2 separate regions of the Rattus norvegicus genome follow, and region 2 is linked to region 1. The links are chromatin contacts, called in public HiChIP or PLAC-seq maps. All regions are on one chromosome and are shown on one strand. The core of a region is the stretch at or near the end of the contact, and the rest is flanking DNA. Distances in the headings are between cores, read along the strand shown. Region 1 holds the start of Eif1b (eukaryotic translation initiation factor 1B). Region 2 holds the start of Trak1 (trafficking kinesin protein 1).

Region 1 (5,956 bases), core at 1,808-4,307:
GCAACGTTAAATTCGGAGTGCGATAGCCAGGGATATGTGTGGGCTGAATTCCCCAAAGAGAGACATCCGAGTCACTAGTGTTGTGGTCACAAATTCTGTACAGAGCCTTGGATGGTCAAGGATCCAGGACTCCAATCAGACACCATATCCCATGACTACATAAGACACAAGACACAACTGAGTGACTCCTATCTCAGTCTCCGATGCAGGCAGACTGCCAGGGTGATTGGTAGCTACATCATAGTGTCCCCTTTGTGAGGAACCAAGAGAAATATCTCCTGTGGCCAACAGCCAGGCAAAGCTATTCCTGCTGGACAGCCGGTAGGTTCTCTCCCTGTAACACGTGGGTTTTCTGGTTGATTTCATGTATGTTGTTGCTGCATAGATGCTAAGACCCTGGTTTGGAGTCTACCTCTAACCTCGGCAACCTTCCAACTGTCACCCTTTGTTTGCCCTCCTTTTCTTAGTCAGCCATTCCCTGTGACCCGTCTAAGCTCCTTTCTGACAGGGCCAGAAACGACCACCTTAACCCATGCTGTTACCACTTAAAGCCAGACACACTCCATTTTAAACACTTCAGTTTACTCTTTTTATAAAAAATTGAGTTTCTCTCAATCTCTAACGTTGTCTCATAGAAATCGGATATAAGCTATATGTCATGTGAAATTTTCTAGCAGCTACATTTTTTTTAAGTAAAAGTGAACAGGTGGACTGAAATCTTTAGAAGTCCATGCATATTTTATATTTACCTTGCATTTCAATTTAGACCAGCCATACTGCAAGAGCTCTGTGCTGCACATGAGCAGTAGGTCTGCAACTGTACACCAGAGGCTTAAACACAAAGCCCATGAAGGCAGAGTCAGAAGAGCCTTTAGCTTGCTTTTGTATTTGCTTGGCTAAAGCTTTTGTCGCTTTCTCAGATACTGCTGATGCAAACCTTACTTCCAAATGGAGGGATACGTTCTAACAGATTTAATGACAGTGAGACCTTGAAGGTTTCAGTGTGTGTGTGTGTGTGTGTGTGTGTGTGTGTGTGTGTGCCACAATGTGCTTGATGTATACATGAGTGCAGGTTCCCACAGAGTCCATAAAAGGGTATCTGACGCCCTGGAGCTGGAGTTGTAGGCAGTTGAGAGCTACCTACTCCTGGGTGCTGGAGCCTGCTGTAGTCCTCGGAAAGAACAGCAAGACTGTGCCATCTCTCCAGCTCCAGATCTCAGAGGAATTCCAAAGCTTTTCTGTGTTAACTTTTCTTCTTTGTCTCACTCACTCTGGGCTCCATCTGAGAAACCATGTGATACACACTGGTAACATATATCTAGTAAGAAAAGGGAGAATGAACCATGTAATAGAGTAGCAATTTATATGGTATGTTTTGTGTATTCTGTGCTTCTTGTGACTACTTTTGTAGACTATAAGTTACTTAGAAATTAGTGTTAATATATCAGGAAAGAAGATGTATATAACTATTAAAATTACTCCAGGGCTGGTGAGGTGGCTCAGGTTTGCTGAACAGACCTGACAACTTTAATTCCAGCCCCAGAACCCACATGAATGTAGAAGATACTCAAGATTATGAATTCAAGTATTCATAATCTAGAATTTTTCACACCATGGTATAAGAAAAAAACTGAGTCAGTAATGCTCCTAAAACTTGACTGGTCTGGGGTTGGGGATTTAGCTCAGTGGTAGAGCGCTTGCCTAGGAAGCACAAGGCCCTGGGTTCGATCCCCAGCTCCAAAAAAAAGAACCAAAAAAAAAAAAAAAAAAAAAACTTGACTGGTGGGTGTAGGGGCATACAAGAGTACTTTTTACAACCCTTTAAGCAACAGGCAACCGTTCATAGACATATTAGAAGTGGCCGTTTTGTACAATAGAAGTCTCCGAAACATTCACACTACACTTCAGATACTTCTTGCCTTTTTAAAATTACAGCAATGGAACTCAAGAGACTTCCCAGGAGTTGCTGCTCTTGCACAAGACCTGGGTTCTGTTCCCATAGTGATTCATAACTATCTGTAATTCCAGTTCCAGGGGATATGACACCCTCTTCTGGCCTCTGTGGTACATACACTCAACCACAAAAAAAATAAAACCTTTTAAAAAAGGAAATTGTAGTAATGATTGGACCTACTGATACATCTTATTGAATGGATTGCTAAACGGGCACATATTATATTATCCATCTATAGTTTCTAATGTCTTGCATCAGGCCTCCAAAATCATTTCAACACGAGGTTGACAGGCTTGGCTCACAAAAAGATTAAGAATTCCTATATTTTAGTCTACTACTTTGGTCTAGAAAGCCAATCACCTGCATAGGCGTGCATAAGTAAGGCGGTTCCCCACTGTCCACTGATGGTTGTGCATGGTTCCTCTTTTTTTTTTTTTTTTTTTTTTTTTTTTTTTTTTTTTTTGGAGCTGGGGACCGAACCCAGGGCCTTGCTCTTCCTAGGTAAGCGCTCTACCATTGAGCTAAATCCCCAGCCCCGCATGGTTCCTCTTTACAGTTACTTTATCTGCTCACTCACACTCACCTAGTACCAGGCACCTATCCCGCTCAGAACCTGCCTCCGACTTAGGTTCGGGAGAGGAGAGCTCAGGCGGGATTGGTAGTGCATTCACTCCACTCACTCCTGACTCTGCTAATGGCCAGGTCGTAACACCTGAGACAAACAGGTGAAGCTTAGTAGAGACTGCAGCATCCGAATCCTGGGGCTTGTTGGAAGGGCAGATTCCCAGGTGGCACCCACAAAGGTTCTGCAAAAAAAACTCAGGGGTCTCGGGAACCCAAGGGGGCTGGGAAGAGAGACAGAGGCGCAGAGGCACGGGCCCCGCGAGCCCCAAGTTCAGGCCCCGCGGCGCGTTTCTCGCCGTTGCACCCGGAAGTGCCTCCACCCGGCGCCTCGGGCGGGACGGACCGCGACTGTCCGCAGGGGGGGCTCCCGTCCGCTCCTCGCCCCCCAGCTCAGCGATCCGGGGCGGACGCGCGGAACGTGTGGTCACGTGGCGGCGGCGCGCGTAGCTAAATACGCGGCGCCGGCCATTTTGTGCGAGAAGCCGCAGCGCCGCCTTCCTGCTCGCGCCCTATCGCCGCCTCCGAGTCTTCCTGCGCCCCGGGCTTCCGCCGCTTCATTGATTTCCGTTTCTCGCCGCTGCAGCCTCCTGACACGGTGATCCGGGCGGGCCCCGCAGGAATTTTATCCCCTCACCGGCCTCACACTAGTGTCGCATGTCCACTATCCAGAACCTCCAATCTTTCGGTAAGGTCCAGTCGCTGGCCGCCGGCCGCCGGCCGCCGCCCGCGTCCCTCTGGGCTTTGTCTCGGCGCCCAGAAGATGGCGACGGGGTCTCCCCGCGACCCTAGCCCCGGGGACGTCTCTCCCCTGGCCTCGGATACGGCCCTAAGCGGGCCTGCAACCCCATATGATGCGAGGGCCCGGCCGGCGCTTGGGGAACTTGACACTGGCAGGAGGGCAGGGGGTCTCCGGGACTCACAGGAGGGTTGGGGGATATACCAAGGCTGCAGGGAGAGTAGCCACAGGCTGGGAGGACTTGACATAGAAAGGCCGGAGCCTTCAGAGACCTACAAGGGGGCTACAGCACTTGCCAGGGCTGCAAAGACTAGGCTTGCGGGGAACTTGACACTGACAGGACGCTGAGAGTCTCTGATATTCTTCTGTCGCCTTGGGGCTAGCCAGGGCTTTGCAGGGAGACTGGAGGGGTGGGGCCCAGGAGCTGGAGAGCCTGACAGCTTTAGGGCGACTGCGAGACCCGTGACTCTCCGAGGACTCACGAGTGTGTGTGTTGGGGTGCGGGGGATGTTTGCTCAGTCCTTGCTGGGCGAGTAAGGAAGCTCAGGGCTTAGGAGATCCGGGATTCAGTCGGCCAGGAAAGGGGGGGGGGGGTGCCTGAAGGACCTGCCACTGGCAGAAGCTGGGGGTGGGGCTGGACCCAGCTGGTTTTGAGCAGTCCTCAGAGGCATCTATTAGAAACAGGTAAGATAGAGGCCTCTGATTTGACTTGGAAGTGGTCCTGTTGTCTCTGCTGGCAGTCATTTGTAAATCACACCTCTTGAGATTGTATGTTCATGTTTGTGTGTATTTATAAGGCTCGGTTACTATGCTAACTGATTGGGTTGGGTGGTTTTGGATGTTTTTGTAGTCGAGATGACGCATGTTCTCGTGGCGGCTATATGAAGGCTATATGAAATTAGGGTTTCGTAAATGTCTTCTGTCTCATTAGAGGGTGGCTTCAACAACAGTGTTCTCTACTTTTAAGCTCAAGTATCCGCACATGTAGCCTGCCTAGGTTTTTCTCATTTGAGAAACTTAGTATCGGTGAGCCCCACCCTTACCTGCAGAAATGGAGCAGGAACACTAGAGGCATGGCTGCAGTCTGTCTGGAACTGGAGTGGACGGCTTCCACATACCACTTTGTAATTTGTTTTCTGCCGTGGAACCTTTCTGTCCCTCTACAGACCCCTTTGCTGATGCAACTAAGGGCGACGACTTACTCCCGGCAGGGACTGAGGACTACATTCATATAAGAATCCAGCAGCGGAACGGCAGGAAGACGCTGACCACTGTGCAGGGCATTGCGGACGATTATGACAAAAAGAAACTTGTGAAAGCTTTCAAAAAGGTGATCGTGAGGAGTGGGTGCATGCCAGAGCTGAGGCCGGGAAAACTGTTTTGTTCTCCATCTCAGTAAGGGTTACCCTGCTCCCAGAAATATGAGCCCAGCAGTTGTTGATGTTCCCCTAATATAATTTCCTTTGCATGGCCTCCAGATTCATTTACAGAGTCGCTTAGTTCTGGAGGACACTGCTCCTTAATGCAGTCAGGTCATGCATGGCTCCATTTGTTCTGTCAAAAGTAAAACCTCTGCATCTGACTCCCTGTGTTGTAGAAATTCGCCTGTAATGGGACTGTGATTGAACACCCTGAGTACGGAGAGGTCATTCAGCTTCAAGGCGACCAAAGGAAGAACATTTGCCAGTTTCTTTTGGAGGTGAGTGGCTGGAGGCCCTGTGTGACTAACGTACACGAGATAGGGAGTAGAGTAGTGTCAGCGCTGACTGAAAACGGTGAGGCTCACGCACAGTTCATGCTGCAGCCAAGTGGCCTGCTGCTTGGCCTGGGAACAGTGCCTCGAACTCCTGTGCGGGTGTGCAAGTGCACTCAGGACCGTCAGCGGTGCTGGGCTGTCCCTGTGGCTGCTGGCGGGAGTCTGCTGAGCACAGTGGCTTTCACTTTACAGGTTGGCATCGTCAAGGAGGAGCAGCTGAAGGTTCACGGATTCTAAGATGAACCCGAACATGTGGCGAGTTTCTTAAATGGTTTTGTTGTCTAACTCAGTTTGGCTGCCTCGGGAGATGATTCTTTACAGTAAACGACAGACTTTGCGTTTATTTAATCATTCAGACTTCCACTCACGCCTGCATGGCTACAGAAAACATGGGGTATGTAGGCTCCTAAGTCACAAGGAAATCGCCGTGAGGTGGGGACGAAGCCCGAGTCCGTCCTGACATGTTTCCAGTGGAAAAGATTTTGTTCTGAGCGTTCATTTCTAGTTTATTTTCACTTGATTGTTAAATGTTTTTGTTGTTGTTTTATTAAACCATGTATGTTGCAGCTTAACAATAAAGGAGGAAAGTCTGTGCGTCCTTTGAATGTCGATGCTCCCAGATCCCAGCCCACAGTGCACTTGCGTTTTCATTTACTGATGAGACCTGGGGAACATGAGCTGCCTCTTCCTGAAACCTCTAGGTTGATCAGCTTCAGAACACAGGTAGAGAGCATTTGTCATCCCTAAGAGGCCGTTGTCTCAAAATTACACTTAGCCAGAGGCAGTGCCCTGCGGGTGTGGGTGGTGCTGTCCTCAGAGTGGAAGGAAAGTGTTGGCTTCAGGTTAGCACTCTTGAGTGAGTGTCAGGCCCTGCAGCATCCGTGTG
Region 2 (6,686 bases), core at 1,263-3,762, 840 kb after region 1:
GAGGTTGCTGGTCTCGCTGCATCCACAGTTGTCAAGGAGACGAATGAATTACACAGCCTAGGACCCATGGGATAGCGCAGTCCGTGCTCACGCTTGGCTTTCCCACCTGAGTGAACACAGTTGAGAAACTTCCCGGCACACGTGTCCAGAGGTTTGTCTTAGGAGACAAATGGTTCTAGAACCCATCAGGGTGACAGTGTGAACCATCTCAGGGTGGATGCGGTCACCATGGTTACACAGAGTCTGAGATCAGGGACCTTCTGTTCAGAACCTGCTTCATCGATGTGTCATTCTGTGGCTTGGGTCGGCATGTCACAGAGTTGTCACGGAGTTGTCACAGAGGCTGGAGACGGTAGAACTGGGCCCTAGGCAGCATGCATGGCCCAGCATGGCTGTTCAGTGTAGTTTGGTTCTCTCTTGTGTTGTATTTCTCCAGACTGGCATGGGCGTCATGGAAGTGGCATGCAAGTGTCAGTGTTGACAGAGGAAGGGCTCCACACGCTATGTCCACAGAAAGGGCTCCAACACCGTGTGTGTGTCAGCGCTCTGTCATACTATAGTTTGCCCACACACACATCAGGACACTTTGCACACACAGATGCAGGACACTTTGCCCACACACATCAGGACAGTTTGCCTATGCACAATGGCTCCCGGCAGCTTCTCTTTGTTCTGAGTTAACTGTAAAGTTACACCCAGGACACCCTGTGTGTTAGGAGCTGCCTGTCTCCTGAGGGGCACAGAAACAGCTGTGGTTCCTAAGTATGCCAGCGTTTCCTCCCTGTCCTGGGCCTGTACACCCCTCTTTCCTGCTCCCTCTGGTGTAGCATCTATGGCTGCCCTCCCCTGTGCTCCTGACCCTTCCCCTGTGGCCCTGACCCCTCCTCTGTGCCCCTGATCCCTCCCCTGTGGCCCTGACCCCTCCTCTGTGCCCCTGACCCCTTCCCTGTGCCCCTGACCCCTCTCTGTGCCCCTGATCCCTTCCCTGTGCCCCTGACCCCTCCCCTGTGCCCCTAATCTCTCCTCACTGCCCCTGATCTCTCCTCAGTGCCCCTGATCTCTCTCTCTTCAGGGCCCCTGACCCCTCTCCTCAGTGCCCCTGATCCCTCTCCTGTGCCCCTGACCCCCTGTCCTTGTCTATTACTCGAGGGCACAGTGTCAGAAACACCCACATATGACACAATCCATCTTTCTTCTCAGTGCAGGAACATGTTGGGAGCTCCTTCTTGGGAGAATCCCAGTGGGCCCCGCAGGCCCATGTTCTTGTCTCTACAGGGCAGCTCAGTTCCAGCTCCTACAAGACCTGATCCTTGAGTGTGGATGGGGGAGTGGTTTCACTCCACTGAGCTTCTGGAGGTTCCTTTTTACAGTGGCCTCTAAAGGTCTTGAGTAGGACCCCTAGGTCTCTTGGGTCCATCTCCTTTCTATGTCCCCTCTGGGGACATGGGCCTCCTTGTGGGGACTCCTTTTGAGACCTTGAGCATAGTGGGGAGTAATCATCTTCTGGCTCTGAGCCCTGAGTGAGAGGGAGTAGGGTCTGCTTTTGAGCCCTGAATTGGAGAGTCCTGAGTAGGGAGGCAGTGTCCAGGTAGGAAGCTGACTGGGGCGACAGAGGAGCATGAAGAAGTTGGCTGCACAGCGATGCAGGACAAGCAGGGCACATGAGAGGGTGTTAAGGACCATCTACTGCATGCTCTGGAGGGGAAGAGACGAGGGAGACCGGGACACTCCAAATATTGGAGCTGGGCTCCCAGCCCTGACTCTGCCAGTGAAATCCTGGGAACCTCAGCCTGTCCAACCAGTTTCGCTTTCTCAAAGCGTGACAACCGAGGGATTGCCAGTGGAGGGTCAGAAGCATCCAGCTGTCCAGCCTGTGGGATGTGGAAACCCGAGGCTTTTTGTTACGATGCCTGTAGCAAGCCCCTGGGGAGCCACTGAGAGCCTCAGTTCATACCCATGATGCCCAGCGACAGTCTCAGACACAGCCTTGCCAATTCAGGAACGTGGTGTATTTGAAGAGCTGGGTATTCAGCCCCTGCAGTCCCTCCCTGCCAAGAAAGTCCTATCAGGTGGTCAGTGCAACAAAGACATAAAATGGAAACGCGTTCCCCGGAGACCTTGAATGTGCCCTGAGCTCTTTGTGGATTCTGAGGGCTCTGCCAAGCACAGCCCCGGGACGCTGCCTGGCAATGTGCCTCCACCCTCACTTCCCAGGGAGTCCTGAGAAGAACAGTGGCTTTCTGTTCTACGCTACAGTTTAGGCAAAACTAACTGGCCATCAGAAAGGCTTCCCTCCCTGCCCGTGCCCCCTCGCCCCACCCTGGAGAGGTGTTGTGTTGTGGGTGCGCCTTTTTTTCTGTTTGGGGTAGTTTCATAAGATGAGGTGATAGGGTTCCCGGTTGCCGGAGTTACGTAACCCGCCGTGCACGTAACCCGCTGTGCGCCCTGGGCAGCGTGAGTATCTTCAGCTCTGTCCCGACAAGTAAGCTTGGAAAACTGCTGAGGCAGGCTCAGAGCGGTGGCCAAGCTCTCGTGGAGGACCACTCCGTCTCCCAGTCCCCTCTGGAGTTTGCGTCTGCCCATGGCATTGGCGATTCAGCTCAGGCAGCCCTCCAGGGCCCAACCTCTGCCGGGACTCGACCACACACTGGCTGGGACAAACTCCTGTGGTGAGTGTGTTCGTGGGAATGTCCGCTGTCAGTTTACTCTGTGGCAGAATGGGGGGTGTGTGGAGCAGAGGGTCCTGGCTTCACCCTTGCTTGTACTGGTCGTTTGAGGAATCTCTGGGTTGAATGATGGGCAGGTGGGACGGAGCGGAGGGAGTTGGAAGCTCTTTACCCTCACACCCCCTTTACTGGGTTCAGGGGAGGCCAGCAATAGCCGGACGTAAGGTTTAGGCCTGACTTTTGCTGGCCTTGGTAGAATCTGCCTCTAAAACCCCTGTTCCCAGGTCAGTACTATCCGCTGACCCCGGTTGCTTCCCTTCTTCCTCTTCTCCATCCTCTTCCCCTTCTTCCTCCTCCCACCCTCCTCTTCCTCTCCTTTCTTCAGTACCAAGGACCATGCTTTCTAGATAAGGGCTCTACCACGGAGCTACCCCAAAGCCCACCCTCCCATTTTCTTAACCTTTTTATTTTGTGGTTTGCTCTCACTGACTTGCTCAGGCTGATCTTGAACTCGCTCTGTAGGTCGGGCAGGCTTTTGAATTTACAATACCCCTGCCTCGGCCTCTCTATATTTAATCGGTCAGCGCCCAGGCTGGTGTAGGTCAGCAAGGGATTTTTCAGATGTGAAGAGCAGAACTACTCAGCCCTCCCTCCTCCCTCCCCCACATTCTTGTGCCTCCTTTGCCCAGAGCTTGGCCCTGTGATTGTGGTCCCCACACCCCTGACGAGAGCTTTACGTCGTCGGCCTGCTCTGGCTTGTCGCTTGCTGTATGCGGGCTTCTCAGTTCCTCTGAGTGGATCGGATTCAAGTCTGACCGTGGGATGACCCATCTAGTTTCCTGTCTATACTCCAAAGCCTACTGAGTTCCGGAGTGGCCTCTTCTCTTTCCCTACCAACAAATTCAGGTTTGCAGACTTTTAAGCCTTAGAAAGCCCGATGACTCCGAAACCTGCGGTCTTACTGATAGAAGTACTTGGAGCCCCCGGCCGTTCAGGACCAGGTTCTTGATGTGGTATACGTTAATTTCTGGGGTTTCTCAGTGACCTGGTCCTGCTCAGAGCTCAGAGGTGAGGATGAGTGTGTGTGACCCGCTGTAGCCCTTTGAAAACAAGCAAGAAATTCTCGGGGAATGGAGGCTCCTGGCATCTGCCCTGCCTGAGGGAGAGAGCACATTCGGGCTGGGAGATGGCTCAGCTGGGAAACTGCTAGCCACACAAGCACCGGGGCATGAGTTCGATCCCTAGACCTGCATGTTGAAGCCAGGCGTGCTGGTGCGTGCTTATTTTTCTCAGCACTGGGGGAGGCAGAGGCAGGAGCATCCCTGAGCTGACTGGCCCCTGTGGATGAACCGGTGATCCCCCTCTCAAAACACCAGGATGGAAAGCAATTGAGAAAAGACACAGGTTGACTTCTGGACCTCGCAGGAACATACACATACATGCATGCTTACAGAAACACACATACATGAACACATTAAAGCAAAACAACCAGAACTCCAGCCGCCCCCTACCTGGAAGCGGCTGCATGAGGAGTTTGTTCCTTCTTGCTAACACTTAATCCGCCAAATGTGGCATCTCGCCTGCCTCAGACCTGCTCGAATAAAACATGGTGGCCTTCCCGCACACGTCATTCATTTAGCTCAAGGTACGGATTAGCAATTCTAGAATTTTATTTCTAATACTTCCCTTTGAAAAATTATAATATAAAATGATATTTCCTTGGCCATGAAAGTAACGGGAAGGGACGGGCAGTGGTTAGTGGGGTGCCTCTTGTGGGTACAGTGAGAAGCTGCATCTTGGACTCTGGGGAACTCCTAGGAGTTCTTAAAGTCCTACATTAGGATGAGTTCCTGTCTCCTTCCCTCCACGGATCTCCCTGGTCTGATAGGGGTCAGGTCCTGTAGGTGGATGGACAGAAATATGTCTGTGAGTCTCATGGTGATTTCTGGAGCTGAAGTCTGATCTTTGCAAAGAGAGAACTCACCTGTTCCAGGGCCACCTCTCCTTCTGTCCCTCTCCTTCATGCGACAGACAGTGTGCTTGCTACACGGGTTCTTTTTTTATATCAAGAAGAATTTAAAAACTTACATTTTTATATTTTTGTATTTGTGTTGTCAGGGTACTTGTGGGAGTCTCTTCCACTGGGTGGGTCCCAGGGATTGAACTCAGGTTGTCAAGTTTGGCAGCAGACACCTTTGCTCTCTGAGTCCCTTTAGCCAACCCATAAATCAGATTCTTGGCCTGTAACTGTGGCTGTAGTTCTCAGGTGCCTGGTGTATTTTTTTCTTTTAATCTTCCTCTTGGTTTGTTTGTTTGTTCGTTTTCCTTGGAAACAGGCTTTTAATGTAGTTGTTGACTCTCGTTAGCCTGTTGCCTGTTAAAACCTTCACCCACCTCAAGCCGTTTGGGAGGCAAGCAAGCAATAAGTTATAATGGAGGAACATTTCATTGAGAGGCTTGGCCTTCAGCCCTGGCAACTGGTTCTCCCTACTCAGCAGGGGTGTGTGTGCCTGGGAGGGAAGGAGGGAAGGTGCAGGGTGCACCCTGCCACAGGAGTAAGCGATTCGGGACAAGATGAGGTAGACACTCAGCGTTTCCGTTGGCGCCCCAAAAGTCACAAGATCCCTTCACACCTGGGGACCCACGGGCAACCATGATGCAGTGTTCCTGGTGATGGGTGTTTCTAGGCAAACGAGGGTCACTAGGGCCTTCTCAGAAGCTCACAGTCATCACTCACGCAGCATGGCAACCTTTGCAAGTCTAGCTCCCCATCCTCCCCATCTACAGATGGGAAAACTGAGGCAGAGGGAGGTTAGGTGAAGACACAGATTCCTGCACAGCAGGCTTCAGGCTGGGCGGCCTGCCTAGGGTTCTGCTTTTTATCCACCATCCAAGCCTTCTGCACCGAGACCCACCGGAAAAGCCATGTTACATAGTGACTCATGTATCCCAGGACCACCCTCGCCAGTCACTGCCACTTCCTAGGTAAGGAGCAAGAGCTGTGATTCACCAGGCTGTCTCCCCGCTTCCTGTGGTTGGAAACATACCGCATTTCTGCGGCGTTCTCGCCTGTCCTCGCAGAAATGCACACCCACTGCTCCCACTGTAGCCAGTCCCACTCTCTGTAACTCTCCCTGAGGCGCCTCACGCACAAGAGTGTGCAGCAGAAAAAGGACTCACAGTGGAGGGAGTTCCTACCTCCCGCACAGATCTGTGGCCCCGCTAGCCCAGTGGTTCTCAACCTGTGGGTCTCCGCCCCGTTGGCAACCCTCTTATCTCCAAAAAATGTTTACACTGCGATTCATAACAGTAGCAAAATTATAGTTATGAAGTAGCAACCAAAATAATCTTATGGGTATGTGTGTGTGTATGTGTGTGTGCCCGGTGTGTTTGCCACAACATGAGGAGCTGTATTAAAGGGTCGCAGCATCAGGAAGGTTGAGAACTGCTGCCTTAGCTCACCTCTCCTCAAGAGGTGGAGTCTGTAAAGTTACTCTGTGTCCATAGCTGCCGATAACCTCATTAGCTCCTTCTCCATAGACGTGTGGGCTGCTAGCTTTGCAGATCTGTTCTCCAGGGCTGGGAAGAACTGTACGTTCACCCAGCGATGTCTCTAATGTCTGAGGGGGATTGCCTGGAGTCGGACTTGAGTTTTGGTGGACTTTGACAGAGGCATTGTATGAGTATGTATTGTTCACAGTCTTAGCAGTTCTGCCTGTAGCTCACACGGGTGGGTTACTTCCGTGAAACGCCTTTAAATCCTCTTCCTTTCCTCACTGTGTGTAAGACTGCTGGAGGGGTTAAGTGGGCGCGTACATAAGGTGCAGAATCCTTAGGAAGGCTTAGTATGCAGTCGGCACTCACTTAGTGAGCTTCTTTATCGTTAAGGCCTCATGATTGAGCAGTTCACTCTGTGGCCTGCTTCCTGTCTGTCTAACTGGTCTTCCTGCTTCTCATCTCTTTGTCTGTCTGCCTGTCAATTTGTCTGTGGGTCCTGGAGGAAAGCCCTGGTAGCTGCTG

The links. HiChIP or PLAC-seq counts read pairs in DNA pulled down with a chosen protein or histone mark.
Region 2: an H3K27ac HiChIP or PLAC-seq map of oligodendrocytes shows a contact between it and region 1, with 10 times the contacts expected there. The contact joins the promoter of Trak1 here to the promoter of Eif1b in region 1. A contact is called at or near these places in 2 of 12 Hi-C or Micro-C datasets (frontal cortex and hepatocytes) and 1 of 1 datasets of contacts at active chromatin or transcription factors (oligodendrocytes).

What each region holds. Positions count from the first base shown.
Region 1 is chr8:129,078,101-129,084,056 of GRCr8, forward strand. It overlaps Eif1b (eukaryotic translation initiation factor 1B), which reads left to right and starts at 3,058. Exons shown (of 4, transcript NM_001106867.1): 1 at 3,058-3,263; 2 at 4,481-4,644; 3 at 4,912-5,013; 4 at 5,263-5,672. The coding sequence starts at 3,233. The coding sequence ends at 5,307. It overlaps LOC120094297 (a long non-coding RNA gene), which reads right to left and starts at 2,677. Exons shown (of 3, transcript XR_005488563.2): 1 at 2,538-2,677; 2 at 1,145-1,318. It overlaps Trnap-agg29 (transfer RNA proline (anticodon AGG) 29), which reads left to right and starts at 1,663; the gene lies at 1,663-1,743.
Region 2 is chr8:129,922,296-129,928,981 of GRCr8, forward strand. It overlaps Trak1 (trafficking kinesin protein 1), which reads left to right and starts at 2,513. Exons shown (of 16, transcript NM_001134565.2): 1 at 2,513-2,669. The coding sequence starts at 2,582.